Linked DNA regions of Mus musculus: region 2 is linked to region 1. Evidence: chromatin contacts called from public Hi-C data. All regions are on one chromosome and are shown on one strand. The core of a region is the stretch at or near the end of the contact, and the rest is flanking DNA. Distances in the headings are between cores, read along the strand shown.

Evidence for each region. A called contact is a pair of places that touch in the nucleus more often than the background predicts.
Region 2: a Hi-C map of the AML12 cell line shows a contact between it and region 1, with 5 times the contacts expected there. The contact joins two enhancer-like sites. A contact is called at or near these places in 1 of 484 Hi-C or Micro-C datasets (the AML12 cell line) and 2 of 115 datasets of contacts at active chromatin or transcription factors (embryonic stem cells and pancreatic cancer cells).

Annotation. Positions count from the first base shown.
Region 1 is chr11:113,098,393-113,104,883 of GRCm38.p6, reverse strand. All of the region lies in intron 1 of 2610035D17Rik (RIKEN cDNA 2610035D17 gene), which reads left to right. Among named protein-coding and RNA genes, the nearest start is that of Gm39467, 33 kb to the left of the region's middle. Within about 2 kb of position 3,178, at least 105 of the 459 cell types and tissues checked have an H3K27ac peak or open chromatin away from gene starts, as enhancers often do. A contact at or near this core is called in the AML12 cell line and pancreatic cancer cells, where this site is marked.
Region 2 is chr11:113,629,132-113,635,622 of GRCm38.p6, reverse strand. It overlaps a transcript of Slc39a11 not described here. Among named protein-coding and RNA genes, the nearest start is that of Sstr2, 13 kb to the right of the region's middle. Within about 2 kb of position 4,117, at least 20 of the 459 cell types and tissues checked have an H3K27ac peak or open chromatin away from gene starts, as enhancers often do. A contact at or near this core is called in the AML12 cell line and pancreatic cancer cells, where this site is marked.

The DNA.
Region 1 (6,491 bases), core at 1,929-4,428:
TTCACAGATAGTAGCCAGTCCCTCCTGGGAGGGCCCTGGAGCCATGGAATCAAATGTTTGGGGGAGGAACTGCCACAGGAGGTGGGAGTGGGGGCTCTTCTGATGGGAGGGTTCTCCAAATTACTCCACAAAGCACAGTGATGGTGGCTTCTCAGAACCCTCCTCGCCACCCACTTCTCCTTGATACCCCAATAAGGGTGATGTATGTCCATGGCCTTGTGTCTCCAAAGTCAGACTCGCTTGCTTTAAGTCTTTCCTATGGGAAGTTGGCAAACCCACGGTCGTCTCGTAAGTCTCAGGTCTGTGAAGTCAGGGACAATAATATTTGCTTCTCTCCCGTGTTGATCTGAGAATGCCAAGTTTTCCAGAGTTGTATCTGTTCATATACCGACGCGTTATTATGGGGATGGTTATATTCCTTTCAAACGAAAACTCTCAGAGAGATTCCTTTTAGATATTGGATTCTTGATCAGTGGTTGTCAAACAGGCTTCAGGGCCAGAACCAACCTGCAACCTGTTTGGCTGAACTGACAATTAGTTTCACCTTCTAAATTAAAAGGGGGAAAAAATCCCCCTCCCTTCAAGAAGCGAGAGAAAGGACATCAGGTGTCCTGTTCCATTACTCTCTGCCTTATTTCTTGAGACAGGGGTTCTCAATGAATCTATAGCCAGACTGGCAGCCAGCAACCCCCAGGGATCCTCCACGGCCAGCCCTGAGGTTAAAGGCGCATGCGCAGCCATGTCCACCTAGCTTTTTATGTGAGCGCTGCGATTCAACCAGAGGTCTTCATGCTTGTGTACCAAGTGCTCTTTGCCCACTGAGTGGTCTCCCTGCCCCCTCTGTTATTTTTCTTTTGATAGAATCTTGGACAGAGCATTCAACTGGAGAGCTCTTACAATGATGCTAATGCGTTTTCTTAGAAATCCCATATTTTACTCCTGGCATCATATAGGTTCCTGGAGCAGGGATCCCACTGGGATGTTTGAACAGTAGTGGGTGGGGGAGGTACAGTCTTTGATCCCCACCCCTCCCCCTCCCTACCAGAGGGATACCTGTATAGACACAGCCATGCATGGGAAGTAGGAGTTTGGCCTTGTGGTTGCACGTGTTGGCTGGTACTCTGCCTCGTTGTGTTTTGTCATAGAGAGGAGGTAAGGTAGCCAAGACCCTCCCGGAGCAGCAGCGCTGAGGGCTGGGGTGTAGGAGTAAGCACAGGTGTCATTCTGATTTAAAGGAGGCCACCCGAGCGAGTGAGCGGTGATTCATGGGTTTCAACAGAGGGAACATTTTTCTTGCCTCAGTCACCCCCACCTCGATCTGTTCTCCCAGTTTTTTTGGGGGTGGGGAGTGTGACAGAAGAGAGGGGCAGGGATGGAGACAAGGTGGCCCCAAGTGTCCACTCCTGCCCACCAAATGCTCTGCTTAGAGCAATGACTGGGAAGGTCTACAGCACACAGCAGCCTTGGATGTGAGCTCCACAGAGAGGCTGAGGACTGTACAGGGTTGGGAGCAGCACTTATGAATCACCCCTGGAGCAGTTGCTCTCTGCCCCAGGGGACCCACTCACACATTCCCAAGGGAGCCAATGCCCAGGAGACATGACGTCATTGTCACCGGGCAAGGAGTTTCATCCACGTGTGGCCTCAGAGCTCGTTCCCAGGGGTTACACCCAAGCTTCTCAGGATGAGACAGGCAAATCAAAGGTGATGGATTTTCTCCTTATGTGGTGTATGTGTGTGTGTGTGTGGTATGCATATATAAATGTATATGTCCTGAGCACATGAAAGGTCATGTGTGCACACAAGGGTTTGTCTATGTTGTGTGCATATGTGCATGCGTGTGTGCATCTGTCTGTCTAGCTCCTGCCTCTGGTTCCACCCAGGACAGCAAGAATTCTCATGAGCTCAACCATGGGAAGAAGGGAACATTGTGATGAATAGGCTGCCAATCCATACATTTTTTCTCAATGATCTTCCTTCCAGTCATGGCTCAGACACGCAATTTTCATGAGACGTTCTGTGTGTGGCTACAGTTCCTGTTCATCTGGCATGTGCCCACGTGTCACATGGTCAGGTGGGCTGGCCATCTATAGTTGACTTCAGAGGGGTAAGGCCAGCCCGATGCAGCCTGCTGAGTCTCTCCCAGGCATCAGTCTCAGGGCTCTGAGAACTTTTGCCTGTTTCACTGGCTCCTTAGGCTCCCTTGCTTCATGAGTAACACACAAGGCAAGGGAGAGAGCTCTTCAGCAGTATGAGCGTGCAGAGCCAACCCGACCACTGCACACAGCTTTCTTTCTCCCCATTAACCATCCCAAAGTCATTAAGCCTTTCTTCTGTGCATACAAGACTTTTAATTTTTTTTTTGCTTGCTAGTGTTGGACATGCTTGACAGCCACTGTACCCATGAACTATAACCTGACCCTTTGTTTCTTTGAGATGGGGAGGGGAGGGTTCTCATCATGTACGTCGGGCTAGCTTTACACTTGCCGTATAGCCTATAGTAGTCTCAAACTTCAGCTCCTCCTGCCCCAGCCTCCCAAAGTTCCGGTACGCCAGATGTGTGCTCACACACACCTGGCTCTCTTTGAAAATGGTATGTTTTTCCCCACCTGCAATGCTCTCAATAAGAGACAACTTTCTGGCTGTCCCCAATTTCCTGGTTTAGTCAGGACCCACAAACATCTAAAATATTTCATCTCCATAGATAACCAAGGCAAAAATAAGACAAATACAGAGTCCACACCAGGAACAATTAGGTGAAAAGACGGGGCAGGGATAAGGGTGGCCAATGTGGTATGTGGATTGGGGACATGGCTTGGCTGGGGAGATCACATTGGCTGTCGCTGCATACATTGAGCACGATGCTTATTTAAGGAAAACAAACCTTCCTGAAAATGACAAACCACCATTAGAGTTCCTGTTTGTCCACTGTCATCTCGGGAAGTCCATCTGTCTGTAGTGTGGGTCTGTGTGGATAGTTCCCCAGGGCACTGTGAGGTTCCTCCTAGAAGAGATGAAGTCGTCATTTCCTCTTGCTCTATAAGAGGGCTCCTAGCGTCAGGACTGTGTCCGTTCCTCTTGAACAGCCCAAATGCTTGTGGACATAGTGCTTAAGCTAACATCCAGGAACCGGGCTTGGTTGGCGTTGCTCCACCCACCTCTCCATAGAGGTCCTGATAGGAAGGCCGGCCGGCCACGTTGTGGGCATAGCAAACAGAAGGCCAGCGCTGCCCTGGTAGGAGGTGCATGTGCCCTGCGGCTCCTTGGGTCACAGGGGAGCGACCTGAATCACATTCAAAAACCACTTTTCCTTTTTCTTAATCACAGACTCTGCTTTCTGTTTCCTTCCTGCCACGCTCTTTTCGAAAAGGAAAACACACGTCAAGCCAATTTCCCAAGGCTGGGCAATATACAGAACCTCTGGGGACATGTCTCTGGCCGAGCTTCCCCTGTGGATGGTGGTCACAGCTCTAGTGTCCTTGAGTGGGCTTTTATTTCTTTTTTGACTTATGATAGACAGAAAACATTGTCCTTTCAGCCTTTCAGGGGCTGGAACTTGCTGCCAGGCTTTGGTTTAAGGGATTAATGGTTGACTGCAGGTGGGTTTCTTTTTCCCTCCTGCCTCTGACACTAGGACATCTCCTTGGTGACAATCCTTCCTGAAACAAAACTAATGGGCAAAACCGGTTGGACAGAAAGTGTCCCGGGACCCAGAGGCTACGTGAATCCCTGTAGGTCAGGTCGAAAGGAGACAGTGGCAGAATAGCCCGTGGCCGGGCAAGCCTGGTGAGACTGTCCACTTGTCTTGCACTTCAGGGAAAAGCTCCATTCGAGTCCTTTGTGGATTCTGTGAGAAAATATCCTCTCTGTAGCCGTCAGGTCAGCCCTGTCTGGAAGGCAGCTGTTTTGTGACTCACAAGGAAGAGAGGGAGGCTGGGGATTGTAATCTGCTCTGTAAAATCTTGTGAGCTGGGCAGGGTTGAGGTTTTATTTTCTCTTCTCCAAAGCCCTGAGGGTCAGAACGGTGTATTTCACCATGTCATCATGGAGAAACAAGTTTTGTCATTCAGAGAGGAAGAACCTGCAGTAGTTTGAGGAAGAAACATGGACTCTCCCTCCCCTACCTACCACCCCCCATTAAAAAAAAATCAGTCTCCAAAAAAAGGAGGTGGGGACTCACTTTTGGTAAAAGATTGGCTGGGCTGCCAGGAAAATATAGGGTTTTTTTTTTTTTTGTCTTGTTTTGGAGTTTTCTAAAGGATTGGCAGGTTCTGAGAGAGGGTGTTATCAGTTTGTGGAATGGCTTCCTGGTTGCAGAAAGCAATGTCCTGGGCTTTGGGGATGGGGACAGGGAACCCTGAGCTTTCATTCAGTGTGTCACACTGCTGTCATGTTTCCTCAGTGATCTGGAAAAAAAGAGCAAAGGTCAAACACCTGAAGTCTCTCGTGGGTCTGCAGACAGCCTCTGTGGGGGCCAGAGGTGCGCGGCTGCCTGGCTGGCCTTTGAGAGTGTGCTCTAACCTGAATGTAGGAGGGTTATGCATTGATATGTGTGTGTGCGTGTGTGTGTGTGTCGTGTGCATGTGTGTGTTTGTATGTGTGTCTGTCTGTGTATGTTGTGTGTGTGTGTGTGAAAGAGACAGAGACAGACAGACACACAGAGACAGACAGACAGCAAATGGGTAAGACATATACTCACCCAACAGGTATTTAGCCAATGCTTACTAAGTACAGTACAGTTACAGAAAACAAAGGAGAAAAAGTCTTCATCTCCATCTCTAGAGAGGATAGACATACTCTAAACAGACAGACAGACCCAGACCCAGAAGTGATAATGCTGTGGAAAACAAACAAACAAACAAACAAAAAATAAATAAACAAGAGCCAGGAAGGAGAGATGGCTCAGTGGTTAGGAGCATTGGCTGCTCTTCCAGAGGACCCAGGTTGAGTTACCAGGGCCAACATAAAGGCTCACAAATACCCATAAATCCAGTGCCAACCCCCTCTTCTGGCTTCTGTGGGCATCGAGCACACATGGTACACAGATATATATGAGGGCAAAACACCCACACCCATGCACATAAAATAAATAAACCTTTTCTTTTCTTTTCTTTTCTCTTCTCTTCTCTTCTCTTCTCTTCTCTTCTCTTCTCTTCTCTTCTCTTCTCTTCTCTTCTTTTCTTCCTTTCCTTTCCTTTCCTTCCCTTCCCGTTCCCGTTCCCCGTTCCCCGTTCCCCGTTCCCCGTTCCCCGTTCCCCGTTCCCTTTCCCTCCCTCCCTTCCTTCCTTTCTTTCTTTTTCTTGTTAAAGAGCAAGGGATCAATCCTTTCCAATGAAAAGAGCAGAGGGGTGGAGAGCAACGGAGAGATCCTTGGGTTGCAGGTGGTAGCATCTGGACAAAGTGCAGGCAGTGACCCGGGCGAGAGAACATTCTAGGCCAGTAGACAGGAGACGGTGGCTTTCGGGCCATATTCTGCCAGCTGATGTTTTCACAGAGAGATTTTCTTGCAGCCTGAAGCTATGGCAGAGCTGAAGGGTCGTCATGCCTTTCTTAGGTGTGACTCTGAGAATATAGGACTCTTCACCAGGCAAGTGAGCAGCAGAAAACTGTCCCCTGGTGATGCCGGTAGGACAAAACACGCCTTACCCTGTCATGGCCTGGGTAGGTGCTCACAAGGGACACACATGCCAAAAGCGGCTCTGTAGAGGACCTGTCTTACGCCTGGCTTGTTCTGTCACAGGGTTTTGTCTCTATATGGTCAAAAGGGTCCACCTTCCCACAGGCCTTGTTGTTATGGAGACAGGACAGAGGGAGGGTCTGTCTGGCTTCACCGAGTTGTCTGTCACCCAACGTTTTAGAAATTTTATACTTTCTCAAGGTTCCCTGTCTAGACTGGAAACTTCCTGAAAATAAAGGTATGGTTGTTATTTATCCTGTGTTCTGGGGTCCAGCCACACGCTGGCTTCTGTAATGACCCTGCAGACACTCTTTAATAAAGAAATGCCCATCAGTGTGTTCACACATGGCAGGTTGTCCTCAGTGTGTTCACGCATGGCAGGTTGTCAACAGTGTGTTCACACATGGCAGGTTGTTATCAGTGTGACACACATGGCAGGTTGTCATTAGTGTGGCACACATGGCAGGCTGTCATCAGTGTGGCACACATGGCAGGCTGTTATCAGTATGATCACACATCGCAGGTTGTCATCAGTGTGATCACACATGGCAGGATGTCATCAGTGTGGCACACATGACAGATTGTCATCAGTGTGTTCACACATGGCAATTTGTCATCAGTATGGCACACATAGCACATTGTTATCAGTGTGTTCACACATGACAGGTTGTCCTCAGTGTGGCACACATGGCTGGTTGTAATCAGTGTGTTCACACATGGCAGGATATCATCAGTGTGTTCACACATGACAGATTGTTGTTAGTGTGTTCACACATGGCAGTTCGTAATCAGTGTGTTCACACATTGCAGGTGG
Region 2 (6,491 bases), core at 2,868-5,367, 530 kb before region 1:
CAGTCCCTCTTGACAATGACTGGTCTCCTCTTTGTAAAAGGCTGCCACCATTTCTTTGGTGACAGCCAGGGGATGATGGGTGGGTTAGAAACGAGGAAGCATACGGAGAGACGCGCACAGCATAAGTTCAACAAACTATAAGCCAATTTTAAAAGTGAGTTTATACATTCTACTTGCCATTTGGTGTGTGTGTGTGTGTGTGTGTGTGTGTGTGTGTGTGTGTGTAGGTATGTGTGTACCCATGTGTGTGGAGGCTAGAGGTCAGTATTGGGTGTTTTCATTACTTACTTTCCACTTAACAACCCTGTACATGCATGAATATTTGCCGGCATATATCTATGTAGACTGCACGTTTGCTTGGTGTCCGCAGAAGCCAGCGAGGGTGCTAGGGTCTGATGGAACTGGAGTTAAAGATGGCTGTGAGCCTCCGTGTGGATCCAGGCCCTCTGCAAGAGCAACAAGTGTTCAGAACTCCTGAGCTATATCCCTTCAGCCCTTCTCCACCTTCGTTTTTGACACAACAGTTCTCATCGAATCTGTAACTCGTCAATTGGCTAGGTTGGCTGTCCATCAATCCTGTGGGATCCTCTTGTCCCCGCCTCTCTAACACTGGGATTACAGACTAGTAATTACAGCCTCTGGCTCTAACGTGGGTGCTGGGGATCAGAATTCAGATCCCATGCTTTCACGAGGGTGCTGAGCCATCTCCCTAGGCCCTGCTGCTCGTTGTTAGCGAGATGCTTTTGGCAAATTGGAAACCCGAGAGGGATGGGGGCTTCCAGTCTTTGGGCAGTTGAATTATCCCTTGGTTTTGGCCGTTCATCAGCTGGAGTGATTTGGCTCCTGGGACTTGGCTGACTGGCTGGGCTGGCACATATCCTGTTCTATACTGGAACAGATGGGAGCCCAGCCTTCATTAGCTATTTGTTCTAAGGGTCTTCTTCTCTGGCTCAGCTACAGATTAAACTCATGTCAGAACCATTTAAAGTCCAAAAGGAGGAAGAGATGGAGAAAAGGTGATCCTGGCTCTGAACCATCAGGCACGGGACTCAGATTCTCCAGTGGTTCCCCTTGGAATTAGTTCCCAGCTGTGTTTATGAGAATGAGGGGCCACTCACTAATATAGAATCCTTCCTTCCTTCCTTCCTTCCTTCCTTCCTTCCTTCCTTCCTTCCTTCCTTCCCTCCTTCCTTCCTTCCTTCCTTCTCCTTCCTTCCTTCCTTCCTTCTTTTCTATTTTTCAACATATAGTTTCATTGTGTAGCCCTGGGTGTTCTGGAATTTGCTCTGTAGAACAAGCTGGCCTTGAACTCACAGAGATCCACCTGCCTCTAACTCCCAAGTCCTGGGATTAAAGGCATGTGCCACCACTATCTGACTTAAAATTCTTAAAAAGAGGAATTTAAAACATACTTTGAGGGGCTGGTGAGATGGCTCAGCGGTTAAGAGCACTGACTGCTCTTCCAGAGGAAGTCCTGAGACTGAGACGAGATCTGACGCCCTCTTCTGGTGTGTCTGAAGACAACTACAGTGTACTTACATATAATAAATAAATAAATCTTTAAAAATATACTTTGATTTTAATTTTAAAAACCTCTTAAGATTTATTTATTTTATGTACACCAGAAGAGGGCAAAGGATTCCATTACAGGTGGTTGTGAGCCACCAAGTGGTTGCTGGGAATTGAACTTAGGACCTCTGCTCTCTCTGGTCGCCGGCTTGCTCCAGCGTCAGATCCCATTACAGATGGTTGTGAGCCACCATGTGGTTGCTGAGATTTGAACTCAGGACTTTCAGAAGAGCCGTCGGTGCTCTTATCCGCTGAGCCATCTCACCAGCCCAAAGTAGGTGTTTTTGAGGCCTCTCTCCTTTCATGGCTTCTGTGAGCCAAGGCTCCTTGCCGTTCTTTTCTAGCAGGCTCACATGGCCATGTGGGTGCAGCTCAGCTAACTGATTGACCTCAAACTTGAACACTGGAGGCCAGACTTCATTTCATCATAGACAGGAGTTACATCATCTTCCCCCCCAACCCCCCATGTGATACTAATAAGTACTCGGAAAGCCCATGGTGTGAGCCCATAGAGGTGGACCAGGCGAGGGAGGCCAGAGTCTCTTGCTGTGGTGGTTTGAATGAGAATTGCACACCCGTGAGGACACGTGTGTACACACACACACACACACACACACACACACACACAAACAGAGGCTCATATGTGTGAATACTTGGTCCCCAGTTGGTGGAACTGTTTGGAGGGATTAGGCAGTGTGGTCTCATTGGAAGAGGCGAGTCACTGGAGATGAGCTTCGAGGTTCCAAAAGCCCAACCCCAACCCCATGCATTCTCTGCGCCCTGCTCGTGGCTTGAGCTCTCAGCTGTTCCTGCCTCCATGCCTTTACCCTGCCATCATGGATTCAAACCCTCTGGAGCTCTAAACCCGACTAAGCACTTTCTTCTATAAGCTGTCTTATAGAAGAAACTGTATACCTTTGGGGAAAATATCAGCTTCCTTGGCAATGAACTTAACTCTGGGGACAGGGTATCCTAGCCTATAAGGCACAGGGGTCACTGACCATGTTTGGCATGGCTAGTGCCCTGCTGTCCATGGTGCGATTGATGGCCAGTTACCTCAGCCAGTTAATGGTGGATTTTGCTTCTGCGGCACTAGTTACTGCCCTCAGGGGCCCCTGCCCCAGCCCTTTACAGCATCTTCTTTGTGAGGAGCTGCATGTAAGAATGACAAGGTCTTTGATACTAATAAGTACTTGCCCCTGGGCTGAGCTCTCTGTTGACCTCCATGTTACTTTCTTCTTCAGTGGCTTCTACTGCCAAGGGACCTTCTCCATTGCTTAGGCAACTGGGGTCTCTGCCACAGTATAGCAGATGGACCAGGCCGTGGCACGGCACTTCTGATTCCTTCATGAGTAACCCCTGTATCGTATCACCTCCTCTCCCCTTGCTTTCTCTGTCTCTGTCTCTGTCTCTGTCTGTCTCTCTCTTCTTTCTTATCTTTTTATGTTAGTTTGATGTGTCACTTGCACATATGTCTGCATACCACACGCATGTCTATGGCTCACAGAGACCAGAAGAGGGCATCAGATTCTCTGGATCTGAAGTCAAAGATTGTTTGAGCCACAGTGCTGGGAAGCCAGGTCTTCCGGAAGAGCAGCAAGTACTCTTGACCTCTGAACCATCTCTCCAGCCCCTCGTATCACATCTCCTAACAGGCCTTGTGAAAAGGCCAGACAGTTGTATCTGTAAACCAGGACGTTCCTTTTCTGCTTCCGGTTCTGGTGGCAGGAGCAGTCGAAGTGAGCAGTTCTCCCTCCTGGAGACCAGTATCCCAGCAAAGAAGTCCGGTCCCTCCCCTCCCCACCTGTGTCAGGGAGGGGGTGGTTTCAAAGTGAAGCCTGCCCCCCACCCATGTGTCAGCTCGGTATCTGCACTGGAAGCTGACCCTGTGCCTTCAGCTCCCTCCTGCTTCCGGGCTCTGTCCTACGGGAGGCAGGTGCTCCCTGAACCAGACTGGGATCCAACCCTCACATTTCATTTAAATGACAGTATACTCTTAGGAGAATCAATACTGCTTTCCAGTGGGTTTGGCTAGGGCTTGGTTAATATTTAGCCCTGTTTTCAGGCGTAGTCCAGATGCGAACAGCCCGAGACGTCTCTAGGAGAACAAGTGGCTCACCCACTGGTGTTCAACCCCTCTGAGTGCAGGAAGGGGTGGGTAGTATTGGCATGGCTATGGGGGGCCGTCTTTGTCTTTGAGACAGTATTCTCAGCCCAGTGGTTGCCGAATCCAATTGGTAATGGCAGCTACAGAAGACTGCCATCCTCGTCCCTACATGAGCTTCTAGGAAAAAAAAAAAAACAAGAAATGAAGAGACTCTGCCAATGGGATTGTCCCCAGGAATTTGTGCACAGAGGGAAAAGAAACTCTAAAAGAAAGATTTGCGTTGATAGAACATTTGCCGGGGAATTAATTATTTTGAAGCTGGCAAAAAATGTGGTTGAGTCAAGTGACCGATTCCAAGTCATTACGTACAAGCTCAAGAGCTGTGCCTGTCGGCACTTACCCTGAGAGGCTGCACACACACACACACACACACACACACACACACACACACACACACACACACCAGAAGCGGAAATCAGATTTTTCAGCCACACCCTGCAACTGCCTGGATCCACAGGCTTTACTTCTACAGCAAGGCAGAAAAGCTCGACTCTCACCCATTGTGACTTCCCTTGGTTGGACAGTCACCCTTGGAGCTGGTTGTGGAGGGGGCATAGACCTCAGCCGCCATTGCCTATCCACCTACCCCAGTGTTCATGCTGCACACCTCACATTTGGGAAGCTGGAGCCAACAGTGTCTGCAGGCAGCGCTTGTGCTCTGCCACACAGAGGAGGTCAGATGTGTGTAAGTAAACAGGCTCTACTGGTCCACGGAGTCCCCTCTGCCTTCGGGTCTACGGAGTCCCCCTGCCTGCTGCGGGGTCCACGGAGTCCCTTCTTCCTACCATTTCACCTCCACTGTCCTCGTCACATCTGGTGCATGTTCTAAACTAAGACACGAACCCTGTACAGAATTCATCTCCATGCCCAAGGTTATTCAGCTCCAATCCTTCTATTGGGAGGCGAGTAGTAGTCTGTAAAACGCACCATCAGGGATCACAAAGTCAATCCGAGGCATTTTTTAAAAAAAGATTTATTTTACTTTTAATTATGTTCATTTGTGTGCGTCTGAGTGCAGGTGTTCACAGAAGCCAGGAGAGGGCATCAGATCCATAGAGTTGGAGTCCCAGGTTCTGATGAGCAGCCCGACGTGGGTCCTTAGAACCAAACCAAACTCTGCAAGAGTAGCAAGTGCTCTTAACTGCTGAGCTAGTCTTCCAGCCCTGATGTATTATTTTTTATTGTATCCACTTCCCCTTTATCCATCGGATCTGTCTTCATAATGTTGGATTGGAGCTAAGAGTAACTTTTTGAACTAAAACTGTGTTAACATTTACATTAAAAGATTTCTTCTTCTTCTTCTTCTTCTTCTTCTTCTTCTTCTTCTTCTTCTTCTTCTTCTTCTTCTTCTTCTTCTTCTTCTTCTTCTTCTTCTTCTTCTCCTTCTCCTTCTCCTTCTCCTCCTCCTCCTCCTCCTCCTCCTCCTCCTCCTCCTCCTCCTCCTCCTCCTCCTCCTCCTTCTTGATAAAAGAAATCCAGAAAACAAGTCATCTTCAGAATAGATGCTTCAGAGGCTGGAGAGATGGCTCAGTGGTTAATATCACTGGCTGTTCTTATAGAGGACCCTAGTATTCACAAGGTTACAACTATCTGTAACTCCTACACCAGGACATCCAATGCCCTTTTCTGGCTCCCACAGGCACCAGGCATGCACATGGTACACAGCCATGCATGCCAGCAAAACATTCATATGTATAAAATAAAGTAACATATTTTTTAAAATTTAATTAAATTATAAATATAGGTAGACTAGCAGGTAAAACATAAATTTTCATATCACGAAATCTGATGGCTTATCTGGATGATTTATTAATCTTGTGTGTTTGTGTATGGGTTGTGTGTGTTCATGTATATGCATACTATGTGTTGGCAGGGTATGTGTGTGTGTGGGGGGGTGTGGTGTGGTGTGGTGTGGTGTGGTGTGGTGTGTCAGCCTTGAGTGTTGAACACTAGGCACATCTATTCTTTGTTTGAGACAGGGTCTTATTGGCCTGGATCTTCACCATGTAGGACAGGCTAGTTGTCCAATGAGCTTCCAAGGGTCCATGGCTCTCTACCTCCCAGCTCGCCGTTGCTAGAATCACAAGCCCATGACTTGCACTTGACTTTTTTGTGTGGATTCAGGCGATTGAACATAGGTTTTCAAACTTGTGAGATCACCTCCGAGCCCTGTATCACTGATATTAAAGTCCTCTTTTTTTCTGCCTTCAAATGACCATCCTGTTGCTGAGTAACCCCAGACACAGCTTAGACATTCCATCTTGGGGTTATGGGTGGCTTCTTAGGATCAAAGCCTTGTTGGAGGCAATTTCTCAAGCTATGGGGACAGGAGCACTATAGCCTTACTCGGACCTGTCTTCCCGAAATGATTGCTACCATTCTGAGTTTCTTAGAGCCATTTCCTATGTGAGGGGGGGGAAAAGGCATTTTTTTCAAAGACGAATATTTCCAACTGTGGCAATGGTGAAGGTGAATCTGTAGCTCTTCCTTCCAATCCCCCCCCCCCATCTGTATCAAAAAGAACAGGAAGTAGTGGCTCTCTATTTGTTATGGCTGCCAAGAAGCCAGCCCGAGGCTGAACTGGTAACTAACTTTGCCTTTGGTAACAGTCTGGGATTTTTCTGAATGCACTTGTCATTGTCGTCGTTGTCTTCTTCTTCTTCTTCTTCTTCTTCTTCTTCTTCTTCTTCTTCTTCTTCTTCTTCTTCTCCTTCTCCTTCTCCTTCTCCTTCTCCTTCTCCTTCTCCTTCTCCTT